Regions from separate parts of the Rattus norvegicus genome. Here all the other regions are linked to region 1. Evidence: chromatin contacts called from public Hi-C data. All regions are on one chromosome and are shown on one strand. Each heading gives the region's core, a stretch centred on a gene start, on an enhancer-like site or on the middle of the called end of the contact. The rest is flanking DNA. Distances are from core to core; before and after follow the strand shown. Region 1 holds the start of Nudt4 (nudix hydrolase 4). Region 2 has its middle 150 kb from the start of Nudt4. Region 3 has its middle 190 kb from the start of Eea1.

Region 1 (3,591 bases), core at 475-2,974:
CCTAATTCTATCATCCTGGACAAAAGTACTTCTGCTCAAAGCTGTCGTCTCACCTAGAAAACAGGGCTGACCAGTACTACCCCAAGTGCTAAAAGGATTAAATATAACCCTCCCCTGGCTGCACCTAACTCATTGTAAACGCTCAACGATGTAAAAATCCGACAGAGCGGTGAACAGGTCAGACAGGATCCTTGGTCACTATTCGCTACTACGCGCTTTTATGTTTAGTTTGTCTGGCCCTAGAACGGTGCCTCCTTCAAAGAGTCCCCCGACCCCTCCCTCGAGAGACTGAATTTAAGGCTTACTGGCTTTTCTCCCTTTGTGCACTTTTAAAAAAGCCCTTATATTTCGTTCTCTTCTAAGTAGAACCGCTTCAAAGACCTTTCTTTCTCTGGAAGTTCCTTCAGGATTCGGGTTTAACACTTAAAAGGTTTCAAAACAACCTGAACTGTTTGTTTCTTAAAAAAAAAATAAATATAATGCAAGAGCGGTTTAAAGATCATAACTTTCTAGCACGCGGTTTTTTTTGTTAACAACCACTGAGTGTATGCTGTCATAGCTAACTACTGGGCCTTGCAATAAGGAAGCCATTAAATTCCCATCTCCGGCTTTACATCTTGTGCTCTTCTGGGCACGGGTATAGAAGCAGAACTCAGAACGACAACTTTTTCCTCTATCAGTTCATTTTAGGTGTGGCAGCGCTACAAGATTTCCCCCAGCTACCAAGTGACTTAACTATCCAGAGCAAGATTAAAAAAAAAATCAATCATTTAAAAACCGAATATAACTGAAATTAAACATAATAGGCCCTCCCAGAGAATACTCCAAAGGCCCCTATCAAACCAATGCGGTGGGGAGGGTAAAATTACACGCCGCTCCTTCCCAGATGTCAAGTCACACCGCAGAACAGTCTTGAGAAACCAGAAGAGCGAGAGATCGCCGGGCCGAAAAGAGCGACTTTGCCCCGGTTTCTGGCCTATCTTGTCCTTTTTGGCCTCATTCCATCTCTCGCTGGCCATCTTTCGGTCGTCAGAGAAACTTTAAAAGCGGAGGCCGCTTTGCCAAAAAAGAGGTATCTAACGTAATTAAACCAACAGCCTGCGATCTAATGGGCGAGCCCAGCGACCGGTCTCCAGCTCCGGGCGTGAGGGTTGCCGGTGACCCGCAGACCGGGGGGATGCAGGGGGCTGCGGGATGGAGCCCGGCCGCCAGCCTTTGTCCCCGCGCTTACCTCGTCCTCCTGCTCGCTGCGGAAGCACAGGCAGGCCGCCCGCTTCTTGAAGCCCTCGCGGTCGTATGTCCGCGTCTGGTTGGGCTTGAACTTCATCCTAGAGCCGGGCTCCTGCAGCCGCTGCTCCGGCCGCCACCGTGGGGACCCGGCCGCCGCCACCCCGCCGGGGAGTCGGACCGAACGAAGTCGCGGTGCTCCGGAGCCGGTGGGACGGGAGGCGGCGGCGGCGCGGACACGGACGGCGAGGCCGGGCGGCCGCCGGGACGCGGGGCGGAACGCGGGTCACTGCAGTCCGGGCGCAGCGGTGGTAGCGCCGCCTCTGCTCGGGCGCCCGCCGCTCTCCATGGAGCCCGCAGCCGCTTGCAGCCACTCTTTGCTTGCACCCGCCGCCGCCGCCGCCACCGCCGCCGCCGGGGGAAGAGCGCGGCTCGTGGCTCGTGCCACGCGGAGACAGTTGGAAGCGGCGGCGCAAACCGGGCAGAGACGCCAAGGATGCGCGCCGCCCCCTTCGCCCGCATTTAAGCTGGGCTCCCGCGCGCGCGCGTGCGCGCGCTCTTTTGCGCGCGCCATTACGCCTGCGTGCCAGGACCGTTGCCGGGAGGGGGTGGGGTGGGGAGCTAGGGGTGCGGCTTCGGCCTGCTCGGGGGCGGGGCTTGAGACCTAAGTCTAGGGCTCTACCAGCTCTGCCCTGCCCTCCGGCCAGTGCTCGAGCCGAGTCGCCTTGGAGGGGGTTGGGGCGTGCTTTGTACAAGGCCACAGAAGGGAAGCGATCCGAGACTTCCTGGCCCTCCGTTTTAGTTGTTCGATAGAGTTCCCTTTAGGGACGGGCCCCCAGTATGGGGCCTGGAGCCAGGGTTCCCGGAGCCATTGCATGACTACGGAAGCTTCGCGGTTAGCGCCGCTAGCGAAGGCTAGGATGGTTAAGTTCATTGAGTTCTCTCTCTCCTCTCCCCTTCCTTCTCCTCTTCCCCTATTCCCTCCTTCGATGAGGGTGCCTTTATGTGCTCTTCAAGAGTCAGCTCAAGGGTTGGGGATTTAGCTCAGCGGTAGAGCGCTTGCCTAGCGAGCTCAAGGCCCTGGGTTCGGTCCCCAGCTCCGAAAAAAAAGAAAAAAAAAAAAAAAAGTCAGCTCAAGCTTTGAAATGTACTATAGACAATTGTCTGTGTTTGTAGCATCCCCCCCTCCCCATCTCGGTTCACCCTCCAGAGTGCATTCAGGCACACGGGTTATGGCTGTTATTCTGTGTATATCTCATTCTAAGTAAGGCCACAGCAGTAAATCAATGGTATTTTTGTTGTCTGGAAGCTTACAGTCTTAGGCACTTGGAACAACTCCCCATGTTTCAGTGCCATTGAGGGCCAAGATAGAAGGTAGGAGACCTGACATCACTGGAATTCAAGAAAACTCCTAATCCAAATCAGGTGTGGAATCCCAGGTATGTAACTCCAGCACTTGAGAGGCAAAACCAGAAGGATTAGGAATTCAAGGTCATTCCCCAATGTATTTGGAATTGGTGAGACTACACAGGTCTACATGAGACCCTATTTCAAAACCCCAACTCCTAACCAACCCACTGGAGCTCCGCTTCCCACAAAACTGTTTAGACAGCCACATCCGTTTGTTTTTCATTCCTGGAAGGCCTCCGATGTGCCAGGCATCTTACAAAACCGGTCAGACCCTGCCCTCAGAATAAGAACCTAAGAACAGAGAAATAGTGACCAATCACAGGATGACCCATTAAACTGATGTGGGAGTAGTGGGTTCCAGAGATCTTTGACCAGAGGAGAAAGAAGTAAGCTTCGTAGGAAGCTAAGGCAGCAAGGGGAGGAGCCGAGAAGACAAAGAGCTGAACTCTCAGGAGCCCAGAACTGGAGTTTATGCAAAGGTCAGGGAGGCAGAGAGGGAGGGTGCAGAGCTCTTAGCAATGAAACATGGCAATGCGGCTGTAGAGGGAACCGGAAGCTTATACCGCAAGCCCTGTGAGGCTTCACTGAGAGCAGGGCTGCCTTGGTGAGCTACGTCACTCCTTTGATTTGAAACTGTCGTGCTTGTTTTACCCCAGAGCCTAGAAGAGGCAAGTTTGGAGAATGAGTTAATGTTGAATAGGCGGTTTAAGGAATGAAGCTTCACCACAATTAGAAATCAAGTCTGTACAGAGACACTTTCCAAGCTGTTCTTACTGAAGCCACTTGAAGTCCAGGGTTTACAAACATACATTTACCCAGGAATTCCAGTAGGACTGATACACAAGTGCTGTTTTTAGATAATTTGAGTCCTGTTGATAAAGTGTTTTTTTTTTTTTTTTAATCATGTTTTGTTTTGAGATAGGGTCTCCTGTAGCCCAGGCTGGCCTAGAATTC
Region 2 (3,627 bases), core at 64-2,563, 150 kb after region 1:
CTTCTGATGCTCATATTGAGAGTGATGCTGAAACACTGTGCGTTTTCCTGAGGGACATCCTCAAACAGCCATGACTCCAGAAAACGTTAGGAGCCAGTAGGCAATGCCCAGGAAAGGGGAAGCCAGTCTGACTCGTCAGTAAACAACAGCGGCATTTTTAAAGCTGCAAGTTAAGCCAAGATTATCACTCAGCATCGACGAATCTTTAGAGATCCATGCAGTTTGTCAAATCTTGTAGAAAACTCAGGATTTCTGTGTCTTACTAGCCAGCAAGTAGATAGCAGCCAGAAAATATAAACTTATTCTCACAGCCAACCAAGACATCTCTCAACAAAACAAAACAAACAAAAACCTTTCATAGCAACTCTCAGACAAATGAATATAATATAGTCAAGAATTTTTTAGAGGTAGTAACTGTGATTATAGAAAGTTGGAAGCAACCTCAATGTCCACCAATTTTGGAGTAAATAAAATATAGTAAGATCAGTAATAGATCACCATAAAGCAATTACAAGAAATTATCTAAATCCATACGTTAATAATAATGCAAACAAGGCAGCTGATATTTTTATGGTACTAACTAGCACTTTTCTTTTTTGGGGGGGTTTTAATATTTATTTATTTTATGTGTAAGTACACTATAGCTGTCTTCAGACACACCAGAAGAAGGCATCAGATCTCATTACAGATGGTTGTGAGCCACCATGTGGTTGCTGGGATTTGAACTCAGGACCTGGGGAAGAACAGTCAGTGCCCTTAACCGCTGAGCCATCTCTCTAGCCCCTAACTAGCACTTTTCTAATGGCTTTGTGTATGTCAATAGGCAGGAGCTCAAAACGTGGAGTGTGAATATGTATGAGGTGTAAAAAATCGTGATACTACGTGTGTTTAAAGGCGCAGACTAAACGGTGGTTTATTGGTGCCGCTAGGAGGTAGAAGCCTAAAACTGGGACTCCATAAATGTTCACAACATTCTCTGACAGAGCAGCTTAGGGTGGCTCTGAGGTGACAGTTATAAGAACCGGGACACTGTAGTCTTCTTCTTCAGCATCCTCAAGAGACGTAGCAGAGCTCTGAGGATGCTCACAAAAACAAAAACAAAAAAAAAAAAAAAAAAAAAAAACATTTGGCAAGACAAGAAAACACAAACGCAGATACTGCAGATAAGGGCTTGGGGAAATGGGGCGGGGCAAGCTCGGATTCACAGCGGTGGGAAGGTTTGTAGTATAAGCGAGACTTAAGTCCACAGAGCAGGAGGAGTCCCACTGTCTGGAGGACTCAGCTGTAACTTCCTAGGGAAGGGTGTCAGCATAGGAGGGGGAGCCCACACACATACAGGAGCAGGCGAAGCTCCACAATGAGACTCCCTGAAGTCACAGCCATCCTTTCCTGAGAGGAAGCGTGAAGACATTGGCCTGCCCGACCGGACATCTGGAAGGCTCATCGGGCTAGGGACATGTGGTAAAGCTCTTCTTCTGTTACAAACTATAACCGGAGAGGAAATGACTAACTGACGCGCTTCGACCCCGAGGAGCAGAGAGGAATTATGTGCGGAATGCCAGTTACCAAGGTCTGGGAGCTGGGAGGCACAATGTCTTCTGGGAATTCATGGTATCCCAGAGAAAGGGATTTGGGGGCTGTCTGACCCTCAACTTCAGGTTGGGAAACACAAAGTGTGGAGTAGTGGTGTAAATACGGCAAGTGCCTCCCCCTGCCCGCCCCCCGGAAAGAACAGGATTAAGAGAAATAGAATTTGGGCCAGCCCGGGATTCTTCAAGCACATTTTAAGTTTACAGCTCCTCTCGACGGTTCCTGTGACCTCCTGTAGGATGCAATTTATCTCCAAGGATCTCCGCATTTAGTGAGCTCCCTCTCCGTCCACCCCGCCCCCACTCACAAAGACTCCTCATTCTCCCTATTGATCCCCACCCAGCTCTCACTGCTCCCTTTGTCCAGAATGACTTCTGTCTGACCCTGCTTTGCCCTGGAAAAGTCCCACCATCCTCTTAGGGCTCCTCTGCAGGGGCAACAGCTTAGCCTCCCACAGCTCCTCACGATATAGGTCTTCCCCAGGGCCTCTGGGAACAAACTGATAATCAAACAAGATGGATCCGTTCCTTGTTGATCAAGGGGACATCATGGGGACGCTGGCTCAGCAGCAGTGTTAGAAAGGACCTGTTCTAATAGTGGGCTTTGGTGGGAAGATCTGAGGAGAAGCTGGGGCTTTGCTCTACACTGGATGGCACCAGCAATGCAGGTGACCCTGTGCTAAGGGTGTTTTAGGGTTACAGGGATCCCGTTTGTCTTTTGTCTGGGCATAGACAAAATAAGTCATGCAGTGGTCTCGCTTTGATCCACTTTATCATGGTGCCCACAAGCAGGTCTGCCTGCATTGGCTGCTCCGTGATTGCGGAGGAACAAAATGGCTTGGCTGTGACTCTCAGAGCAGCCAACAATGATAATGAGGGCTGGAGCTGTGATTATTTCCAGATGTGGAAAGTTGGTTTCTCCTTTCTCCGCACCGATAATGCTAAACAGTCATCAGACCGTGACATTGTCCATGTTTTCTACGTCACTTAGTGGGCCGTGTGACAGAGCAAGCCAGTACAATTATATCTTGATGTGCATTCCATTTAAGCCCCTGACATTGTCGGACAGCCGTGCTGTATGTGTGGGACTCACCCCCACCCCCTCCGGGATGGGCGTCCATTTATTTAGAACAACCGGTGACTCACTCAGGGTGACTTTAGAGATGACTATCATGGAATCGCACAGCGGTTTTCACCCAGGAGGTTTTAGTAGTGGGATTCTTTGGATGGGGGTAAGGGAGAAGCCTGTTGGGGTAGAGGAAGAGTTGAATTTGGCAGGTAATTGCAGTGGAGGCCTGACTGGATTGCCCCTGGGAGCTGGGAGCCATCAGAGAGCAAAAGTGCCAACGTGGAGAAAGAGGACCTCAGCCCTGAGAGGAAGACCTGATTGGCACATGCACCACAGAGCCATTTTCTTGTCTTGGTGATACTTTCAACATCTAAAGGACAGGCTTGGAGGTGGTGGGCCCTGTAATGTGTTAGGGACATCCCCTTCCCATTCGGCCTTGGTCTGTGCTCCTCTCAGCACCCAGTAAGTCTCCCCATGCTCTGTTCTCCTTTCTTCCAGTCCCCACCTCTCTCTTACTGACCCCCCCCCCCACTTCCTTCTGACTCCTTGCTATTTCTCTGCACACCAGGCATTTCTGTGACTGGACTCACAGTGGACGAGTCAGCTTCTGCCCTTCGGTCACTGATACTTGTTGGCCCTTGACCTGTCAGTCATCATCCATGAATGCGCACGCGCACACACATTCTCTCTCTCTCTCTCTCTCTCTCTCTCTCTCTCTCTCTCTCTCTCTCTCCACGTCTTTCTCTCCCTGACACACAGTCTCTCAGTAAGATGATATTTATCACGCCCCGGGGCTTTTTCAGATGCCAAGATTCATTTTCGGAGCACACTTGTGTGGCCGCCGGCTTGTAACAGAACGCCTTTTCCACTGCCTTGGAGTTTCCAAGCCCTTGGGGGTGGGGGGGTGGGAGTGGGGGGTGGGTCGGGGAGGAGCAAGAATATCCCGGGCACCAGTCACATGTTGAGGTG
Region 3 (3,837 bases), core at 445-2,944, 210 kb after region 1:
TGGGCTCTGAACTCTAGGTCTTGTGGACTCCAAAAACTATTACGTGTTTGTTCATGTGATCGGATGACTTTCGGTGCATTTTTTTTTTAATCTCTAGATGCAGACATAGGGAAGGATGAAGGTGGAGAAAAAAATCTAGATGGCTGAGCAGACTCTCTGGAGGCATACCTGTTCAGTTTCATCCTTACCTGGTCTTGGCCAGGTTACTTCCTACCACTGTGTTTGAACACTTGCTCCTTTGGTTGGGTTTGGTTTTGGTTTCTCAGAAGACCTGTTCCCATGGGATGTTGGCATCCTTAAAGTACCGTCTCTTTTTGTCATTTGGGGAAGGCTGCTTTTCTAGGAAATACACTGTACAACATGGGTGGGTCCTCTGTCCAGAAGGGACATCAGACAGGGCGTTCACAGCAGGAGACAGCTTGCTTTCTGGCTTGTCAGCCAGGTGGAATTTCATCTCTGAGCTGCTTGGAGCTTGTGCCTTGACAGACTGGTTTTATTAGCTATGAACAGAAACGCACTTGTCCAAACATCTGCAAATGGAGTGCGTGTATGTGTGTGTGTGTGTGTGTGTGTGTGTGTGTGTGTGTGTGTGTGTATGTGTGTGTGAACGCACACACACATACACACACACACATGTTTAAGAGAATACAAGTAGTATTCTCCATTTCACCTTTGTTTCTACTTTATCCCCTCCAGATTCCACAAATGAGACAAAGCACTCAATACTCGTTTGTAACTCTGGCTTCTTTCACTTAGCACCATGTTCTCCTGTTCTATCGGTTCTCATGCAAACAACACGATTTCCTTCTTCTTCACGGATGAGTAACACTCCACCACCTATACCACCTGTTCTTTCTCCAATGATCTGTCGGTGAACACCAATCTAGCCATTACGAACAGCGTGTTGGTGTGGAGGTGTTTCTTTGCTTCTTAAGCGTGAGCATCCTCATGTCTGCAGCAGGTCTATCTGAGACCAGGAGAACACATTTTGCTGCCAAAGTCCATGTCAGTTATTAAAAAGTTTCAACATCACATAGTGATCATAGCAACCATGCACAGTGCCTTGGGTCTGTGCTGGGCACAGCAGTAATCTCATTTTTTTTTTTTTTTTGTTGTTGTTGTTCCTACAGCACTCTCCTGTGTGTCATTTAACATGGTTGGACTGTAAGTAGCAGAGACCCCATTTTTGTGGCTTAAAATACTTCATAGGAAGTACTTCAGTGTGAGTTTTGGCCGCTTGCTGCCCTCAGTAGCCTTTCACAGAAGAATTTCTTTGTCACGTTTGCCACAGGCTATTTTATTTCATGTGTTGCCAGAAACGTCTAAGCACCAAGTAGGGACTGGGGAAAAGGCGAAGTGGAAAACTAACGAGGTAAATTCAGACTGAATATCCGCCTTCTAACAAGCTTTCTTAAAGCCTCCATGGTTCCTGGACTTGCGACTCACGTCCACACCTCCCTGCCTGACCATGGCCAGCCGGTAATCCAGGAGTGTTCACATGAGTTCCTTGGTTAGTAAGAAAGGGAGGGTGAGCAGATGCAGGCTGTTTAACCGGCACCGCCGACCTCAAATAGTTAATGCTTGTTTAAAATTTATGGACAAGGAAAGTGAAATTAGCGAACACGTTGCCAAAGGTCAGCTACGGAGGGAGTGCCCGGCATGTCTGAGTCTAAAGTCACCACTCTTACAGGTTGTTGCTGATGCTGGGCAAGGTTGGGCAGGAGAAAGCAGACTTCCTGGATTCTCTCAGACTCAGAGGGGGAGGCATTGACCTTTCGACCTCCGTTTCTTCCTCGGGCAATTGTGGGGCTGAATCTAGAGCTTGGCACATGCTAAGCCCTGTGCTCTTTCTTCGAGCTACACCCCCAGTGTTTCCTCAGCTTCTTAAGAAGAACACCAGGATCAGCATACAGAAGATACCAGAGGCTCAGTTTGATGTGGGCAAGGAAGCATTTGCTAACAGCCTGGAACCCAGTGTTAGATGGGTGAAGTATCAAAAGCCAACCAGGAATGTTTGTGTACGGCTGGGGCGCCCCTCAGAGGAGTTTCTTGAGAGCTCTAGGAGTTAGGGTCACTTGTGAGTTTAAGATGCTTTGGTGTATGAAACTAAAGTGTCTGTGCTAGGAACTCTTGAGGAGAGGAAGGCTGGATACAGCCCAAATAACTCTCCCTATTGGTCAGAGCCAGAGGACTATATAATTAATTTATGGGATTTTTGTTTTTGCTTTTAGGAGTAAAATAGGGTTTTACTAACAATTCTGTAGGATAAAAGGAGGACACCAGCAACCAGAAGCTGTAGCTATGCTAGCCATAGAAGAATATGAGGGGGCGTGGAGAGAGAGGGAGGGAAGGAGGGAGGGACAGAAGGAGGGAGGGAGGGAGGGAGAGGGAGGGAGAGAGAAGGAGGGAGGGAGGGTGAGGGAGGGGGAAGGAGGGAGGGGGAAGGAGGGAGAGGGAGGGAGGGAGGGTGAGGGGGGAGAGAGAGAGAGAGAGAGAGAGAGAGAGAAGAGTGACCAGAAATAGTAGAACTCTATTCTAGACCATTCCACTTCTTAAAGCTAGACCTTCAAAGAGGTTCTGATTGTGACAGGTTTTGGTGACAGTTGTTGAAATCTAATGTGCAGGGACAATTCTTGACTCTTAAAGACAAGCATCTGGCACAGCCTGTGTGCCTGGGTCTTCTCTATGTGATCCGTGTTTAAGAGTCGTGAGCCCAGCCCACCTCGGGCTGAAAACAGACCTGTGTTTGAAGGACACATTGAGCATTTTTCTCAACTTTTAAAAACGCTGTTCAGGTTTGCTCAGTGACCTTGGGAAAGTCACACTCTCTCAGTGTGGTTTGATTTTGGTTTTTTTTTTTTTTTTTCCTTTGGCGGAGATAAAATTAGAAGTGAATAGTTATACGGGAGGGGAAAGGCGATTCAAGCTCTACCACAGACTCCTCACAGATCTGAGCGATACTACGTTTATGACTGTTATTAGCAGAGCTTGCCTCTTGTCCTTCCCGCCTCCCATTAGGCCATAGGGCACGGCATAAACAGGTTTGGCCCATGACCGGTATTTGATGATACTGGCATGAGAATTGAAGGGCGGGGATTTCTCTTGGGCTTGTAGTTCACCATTAACCTGCTGTTGCCTGAATCTCAATGCCGTTTAGTAAGAAGCTGGAAACGAGGGGTGTCACAGGTACTGGTTCCACTCTATTCAGGAAGGACTGACTGAGCCCCTGTGTGCCAAGTCCTATTTCCCCACGGTAGAGCAAGATATAATAAGCATTGGGCCCCTTCGTGTCTATTAGAGCAAGGGCTCTGTGAGGCTACGGGGTTTGGAGAGCTCATCTGTCACAATTTTGCGTCTCTCGCGGACACCCGACTGACAGAGATAAATGTCAAACTGCTGTCATATCCATTTCCAGAGGGAACGAGGCCAACAGCCTTAGATTGGCCCAGGGTTTGGTCAGGTTCACCTCTCTGTCTCATGTTGCACCACAGAGTCCTAGCTGTTTGGACTTTCCTACAGTGGCACACACATCTTGTTTTTCCATCCCTGTGGGCAATGGGTGGGCAGAGGCTTTCTGTGAAGCCACGGACCACACTTGTTCTATAGCATAAAACTCTCTGTTGTGCAGCTTCTCAGTGCTCTTGTTATCATGGGGAAGGTGCCATAAACAAAATGTAAATGACTGCGTAGAGATGTGTCCAAATAAAACTTTATTTATAAAAACAGCAAGGGTCCAGATTTGATGGTTAGTGCGTACTCTGCTGCGGTCTGTTCTAGACCTTTGCTGCTGCTTTGGGCTTCTACAAATTTGCACCAAACACTCCTTCCTCCCTACTC

What was found. A called contact is a pair of places that touch in the nucleus more often than the background predicts.
Region 2: a contact with region 1 is called in a Hi-C map of the A7r5 cell line, with 4 times the contacts expected there. The contact joins the enhancer-like site here to the promoter of Nudt4 in region 1. A contact is called at or near these places in 8 of 12 Hi-C or Micro-C datasets (the A7r5 cell line, the Rat2 cell line, Schwann cells and 5 more).
Region 3: a Hi-C map of kidney shows a contact between it and region 1, with 4 times the contacts expected there. The contact joins the enhancer-like site here to the promoter of Nudt4 in region 1. A contact is called at or near these places in 6 of 12 Hi-C or Micro-C datasets (the A7r5 cell line, Schwann cells, frontal cortex and 2 more).

What each region holds. Positions count from the first base shown.
Region 1 is chr7:32,089,767-32,093,357 of GRCr8, forward strand. Nudt4 (nudix hydrolase 4) reads right to left here and starts at 1,725. Exons shown (of 5, transcript NM_053598.3): 1 at 1,232-1,725. The coding sequence starts at 1,327.
Region 2 is chr7:32,240,953-32,244,579 of GRCr8, forward strand. No RefSeq gene overlaps it. Among named protein-coding and RNA genes, the nearest start is that of Nudt4, 150 kb to the left of the region's middle. Within about 2 kb of position 1,314, at least 19 of the 93 cell types and tissues checked have an H3K27ac peak or open chromatin away from gene starts, as enhancers often do. A contact at or near this core is called in the A7r5 cell line, Schwann cells and liver, where this site is marked.
Region 3 is chr7:32,295,812-32,299,648 of GRCr8, forward strand. No RefSeq gene overlaps it. Among named protein-coding and RNA genes, the nearest start is that of Eea1, 190 kb to the right of the region's middle. Within about 2 kb of position 1,695, at least 6 of the 93 cell types and tissues checked have an H3K27ac peak or open chromatin away from gene starts, as enhancers often do. A contact at or near this core is called in kidney and liver, where this site is marked.